Linked DNA regions of Mus musculus: region 1 is linked to region 2. Evidence: chromatin contacts called from public HiChIP or PLAC-seq data. All regions are on one chromosome and are shown on one strand. Each heading gives the region's core, a stretch centred on a gene start, on an enhancer-like site or on the middle of the called end of the contact. The rest is flanking DNA. Distances are from core to core; before and after follow the strand shown. Region 1 holds the start of Ncapg2 (non-SMC condensin II complex, subunit G2). Region 2 overlaps Wdr60 (WD repeat domain 60).

Region 1 (2,700 bases), core at 52-2,551, 200 kb after region 2:
AGCTTCTTACTAGATTAGGGGGAGTGCTTCTAGCAGCTGGAATTATCTGTTTGAGGCAGAAGGCTAGGTCTGGCCACCATGTCCCTGGCGGCGCTGTTTTGGAGGTGGTAAACAAGACCTGATCCGAATCAGGACCGAGAACTTGCCAAGTTAGAGTCAGAGGCTGGTGTGGGTTGTGGTTCTTTAGGCCCAGGGTGACTCCTGTGACCCAAGCGAAGCTTAAGAGGATTGTCAGTGGCTGCCACCATCCAGTTGTCTTCATCTTGGCTGGGTGCCTTTTTGACGTGGGAGGCATGGATCCAAGCAGCGATCCCGTCTACTTTTACTGCCGTGGGGGTGGTCAACAGCACCAGATACGGTCCTTTCCACCGGGGCTCAAGCGTGCCAGTGCGATGTCGTCTGACCAAGACTGAGTCTCCAACCTGGAACCCGTGAGGCACTGCTATGGTTCCCGGAGTGTAGGCTTCTCTGATCTGGTTGCAGATCTGTGTTTTAACAACCTCTAGGGCCTTTAGGTGAGCAAAAAGAGCAGAGGGTGAGGATGAGTCAGTGCCAAGATCCAATATCCCACCTGACTCAGTTAAGGGAGGCGGTCCCCCAAAGAGAATCTCATAAGGGGTAAGACCGAAATGTCCAGGAGTGTTTCGGACCCTGAGGAGCGCAAAGGGAAGGAGAGTCACCCAGTCCTTTCCGCCGGTCTCCATGACTAATTTAGTAAGGGTCTCTTTTAAAGTCCTACTCATTCTTTCTACCTGTCCTGAGCTCTGGGGCCTATAAGCACACTTAGAAACTTCCAATTAGTCCCCAATTGTGTGGCCAATTCCTGACTTACCTGGGCAACAAATGCGGGCCCATTGTCTGAGCCGATTACCTTAGGGATCCCGAACCGAGGCAGGATTTCTTCAAGAATCTTCTTGGTTACCACTTGAGCAGTCTCGGACTTGCTCTCCCTCCTCCGTCTGATATCAGCGTGACGTCTCACCGAGCAGCTGGCAAGGAACACAGAAGCAACAGCAGCGCTCCCAAGGAAGGTGGGTGTGTGTGGGCGGAGGGCGGGAAACACAGCCAGCAGCTCTGCGCCTGCGCATCCCGTGAGCGCGCTAAAGAGACTCCCGCCAGAGGCTCTGAGTCACGCCCAGGAGGCGGTGCTTGGGCCTTGGGGGCGGAGCCTGGCTGCAGAGCTGTGGGGGATATGGGCGTGGCCGGGACGGCGTCAGATCTCGTGAGAGCGGCGACTGGTGACGGGGTGGAGGGCGGGAGCGTCCGGGGTATACGCGGGTGTGTTTGAATCTGGTCCGAGCGCGGGAAACTATGGGTCTGTGGTGAGGTGAGCGCCGCGCGGTGAGTTGGGTGGGAGGTGAGTAGGACTCGGCGGCCGGCGACCGCGGCTGGGCGGCGGACACCGTCGCGGGTCTCACGTCCGCGGCCGCCATCGGTTTCGAGCGCTTGTGGAGCGGGAGGTGCTGCGGGAGGGCAGAGCGGGATCCCCCGGCTGACTGGGAAGGATCCCAGACCGAGAAGCGGGGCTCGCCAGGGAGGATCTCAGCCTGGAACCCGGGTTCACTAGGTAGGACCTCAGACTAGGACGACCCCGGGAGAGGGCCCGAGTGTGACTGGCGAGGACTCCGGAAAATGACCTGCGCACAGTAGGGAGGCTCTCAGGCAAGGACCTGATGCAGACTACGGAGGACCGGGGACGCAGACCTGAGTCTGACTAGAGAAGACCCCTGAGAAGGAGCCTGGGTGAGTAGGTAGTACCAAAGACCTGCACCCGGGTTGACTAGCGAGAACCCCAGCCCTGACCAGAGAATGACATGGAAGATCCTGGCACGGGGCTGGGGAGCTGACTAGGGAGGACAGCAGTGTTGACACTTAACTGGGGCCTGACGTGGTGGTGAAGACGCTGGATTTATTCTTGCACTGACATAAGGGAGGAACCCGAACCTATACCTAGGACTGATCTAGGGAGCAACTTAGTTATGAACTAAGGAAAGAGAAAAATCAAGATACGGAGTCACGGTTTGTAAGTAGCATATGTAGACATTATATGGCATACTAAGTTGCCAAAGACATGTACTTAAGTAAACAAAGTGACCATAATTAGTAAAGTGGTGATACTGGCAACCCACCTTTCCCTCTCCATTTTATTCATCACAAAAAAGTTATGGTTCACAATTCAGCCATTTGAATCGGGGAATGAAGTGGCTATATTTAAAATTTACTAATATGAGGAGTTGTCAAATTGAGGTTATTTTCTACTTTTATTCAATTTAGAATAGGAATGCATATTTATTGTGATTCACACTCTATAATTAATGCCAATAATTCTCCATATTGCTGTATTTCTAAAGGTATGAGAGATTTTCAAATTTATTCTTAAGATGAGAAGACCTGTTGCAAATATCATTTGTTGTAACTGTATTGTTAGGTTTTTGTTTTGAGTATGTCATCGTAGCACCAGGTGTAAAGGTAAAATAGGATGGCATTTTACCTGGGAGATCACATGTAGGAAGAAGAATGAGCAAGGTCCCCAGAGCTCTCATTATCCTGTAGGTGTGCAGAGGAGGGGAGGGTGCTGGAGTGGGGCACAGATGCACTGCCTAACAAGCTCCCAGGTGACCTCAGGGCTGTTTTTGTGGTTTTACTTCCAAGTCTCTCTCTTGAAAAACAAGAGAGAATTGTTGGGTGGGATCTTCTTGG
Region 2 (2,700 bases), core at 29-2,528:
AGAGAGCCCATTTCAATGAAGTGTAGAGGGGATAATACATTGGGTTGTCATCCCTAGAGAAGAGAGGCCCCTTTTCCTTCCTCTATAAAATCTTGGCACTTCCTGTGTAAATCACAGGACACTCAGCTATAGAGCCTGAGAAGGAAACTTTCTAACACTGTGGGAGTGGAGGCTGCAAATACTGAGAAAAGAACAGTCTCTCAACCCTGTGTACACTCAGCACATGGCTCTGGGTCACAGATAATGTGCCATATCAAATATACACAGCCTTCTAGAGGGCCACACAGCCACAAAGTGCTGGCCTTCCCTCTTGCTATGTCTTTTCTGTCTATCATCCCTCCTCCTGTCATACCAGTCAGCCTAAGCAGCACTGGAGGACAAATGAATGAACAAAGGAAGAAACCAACTGAAGGTTTTTGATCTTCACCTATCCACATGGCATTGCATTAAAAATGATTCTCACACAGTGCTACACCCAGGTCATGCAACTCAAAAGTGCCACACAACCTGGAAGCAATTCAGAGCCAGCAAAGAGTCAGATGGAGGAGGCTGCCAACAGCGGCAACTGTCTAAGAATCACAGACACCGAGACACAGAGGAAATCCAAAGACATAAGGACCCTGATATAAAGACCCTGAGCCTCTCTTGTGAGGCAATGCCAGTGCCGGCAATTACAGAAGTGGATGCTCACAGTCATCTATTGGATGGATCACAGGGCCCCCAATGGAGGAGCTAGAGAAAGCACCCAAGGAGCTGAATGGGTCTGCAACCCTATAGGTGGAACAACAATATGAACTAACAAGTACCCCCACCCCCCAGAGCTCGTGTCTCTAGCTGCATATGTATCAGAAGATAGCCTAGTCGGCCATCATTGGGAAGAGAGGCCCCTTGGTCTTGCAAACTTTATATGCCCCAGTACAGAGGAACGCCAGGGCCAAGAAGTGGGAATGGATGGGTAGGGGAGCAGGGTCGGGGGAGGGTACAGGGGACTTTCGGGATAGCATTTGAAATGTAAATGAAGAAAATATCTAATAAAAAATTGAGAAAAGAAAAAAAGGAATACCGATTCTAACTTGAGAAGGAAACCTGTACACAGCATCCATCTGTCCCCATCACTGAGCCCAGTGCCTCATCCAACTCCCACATCTGTAACTGACTCATGAGTTTATGAAGGTGCAGAGAGGAGATTCCAGTCCTTTGTTTAGCACGGGTTGGCTAAACATCCACTTACTCAGTGGCTATGTGCCAGTCACATAAACATGCCCTCTGTCGACACATTCTTACAGCCCTCCCTTTCTGCCAAGCAGTGCTACACCACTGTGTTCTGTCTCTGCAGCTGCCCACTGCTCCTTGTGACTCAGTGGCCAGTATGACAGTGAACAAAGACAGTGCCGCCTTATGGAGAGAAAGCAGCCAACTACAGCAGTACCTGACTGAATCAGCATCTGGATGTTCCATGTATCTGCACATGCCTGTATGTATGTCCTGTGCGTGTGCTCATGTGTCATGTACACATGTACACACTGAGACAGGCCACTCTGAACTATTCTGTCATTTTCATGATAAATGAATGAGCTCTGAGGCAACACGATGAAAAAAGAAGCAAAGACGGATGAGATGCCGGGGGTAGTTTTATACAGGATGAGTTGCTGGAGGGGTAGTTACACAAGGATGAGATGCTAGGGGGTAGTTACACAAGAACTAAAAGAGAATGTCAGGCATATAGTCTTTGGGAAATAAGGATATGTCCCCATGGATCAGAGGCAGACAGCAGAGTTTTCCAGGCACTATCCAGGCCCAAGAGATTGCAGTTCTCGCTGGGAAAGGGCAGAAAGAGCTTTAAATACACTGCTTGTGTTCCCTACTGATCTCCTGGCAGGACCCAGGCAGTTTTCCCACGAGCTCACCCTCAGACCCTCCTGTGTGGCTTGATGTGTGTGGCCTTCTAATTCGCAAACTGGCCCTTGAGCCACAAGGCAATGGTATTAGGAGGTGCTGAGCCATCACGAGCAGATTGGTTAGAGAGGGTGAGGGAGCACACTAGCACCCTCTGTCTGTCCTTCACCTTTGCCAAGTAAGGACATGGCTGCAGTGCCATCTTGGAGGCTGACAGTAGCCTAAGCAGAACCTTGGACTCCTAGCCCTCGACTCCTAGCCCTGGAGTCCCAGCCTTGGAGTCCTAGCCCTGTACTCCTAGCCCTCAACTCCTAGCCCTGGAGTCCCAGCCTTGGAGTCCTAGCCCTGTACTCCTAGCCCTCGACTCATAGCCCTAGAGTCCCAGCCTTGAACTTCTAGTGTCTCCAGCTGTAAGAAACAAAACTGTGTAAACAAAATGAAAATTGTGAACCAGTGCTTGCAAACTGTTACAACAGCATAAATCAATTAGTAAGCCCCTATTATTCCATTCTCAAAAAATGTATTTACTTGTATTATTTCTACATGAAGATGGTTTTCACACTAAGTCACACAGTGAATGTGTCTGACTCAATTCTATGAGTGTCATTGAAAGCATACCAAAAGCTGTTCAAGAAAACCGTAAAAACAGAAGGCTGATGGAGGCCACCTCCAAAGTGAGCAATTTCTCTTACTTCAGATATATGTACATCATTTTATGCATGGCTTAAAAAATAGTCCATTAAAGTGCTTTTTCATGGTGGACTGTTTAAAATTCAGTAATAAATGTGACAGTATTTTTAAATA

What was found. HiChIP or PLAC-seq counts read pairs in DNA pulled down with a chosen protein or histone mark.
Region 1: a contact with region 2 is called in a FOXA1 HiChIP or PLAC-seq map of pancreatic cancer cells. The contact joins the promoter of Ncapg2 here to the enhancer-like site in region 2. A contact is called at or near these places in 3 of 115 datasets of contacts at active chromatin or transcription factors (the 230-238 cell line, the SCID.adh cell line and pancreatic cancer cells) and 3 of 9 other capture datasets (adipose tissue, liver and pancreatic islet).

What each region holds. Positions count from the first base shown.
Region 1 is chr12:116,404,135-116,406,834 of GRCm38.p6, forward strand. Ncapg2 (non-SMC condensin II complex, subunit G2) reads left to right here and starts at 1,302. Exons shown (of 29, transcript NM_133762.4): 1 at 1,302-1,327; 2 at 1,568-1,743. It overlaps D430020J02Rik (RIKEN cDNA D430020J02 gene), which reads right to left and starts at 1,027. Exons shown (of 2, transcript NR_028421.1): 1 at 833-1,027; 2 at 1-509.
Region 2 is chr12:116,204,648-116,207,347 of GRCm38.p6, forward strand. Wdr60 (WD repeat domain 60) reads right to left here. Exons shown (of 22, transcript NM_146039.3): 22 at 2,403-2,700. Among named protein-coding and RNA genes, the nearest start is that of Gm46330, 9.2 kb to the left of the region's middle. Within about 2 kb of position 1,279, at least 32 of the 459 cell types and tissues checked have an H3K27ac peak or open chromatin away from gene starts, as enhancers often do. A contact at or near this core is called in pancreatic cancer cells, where this site is marked.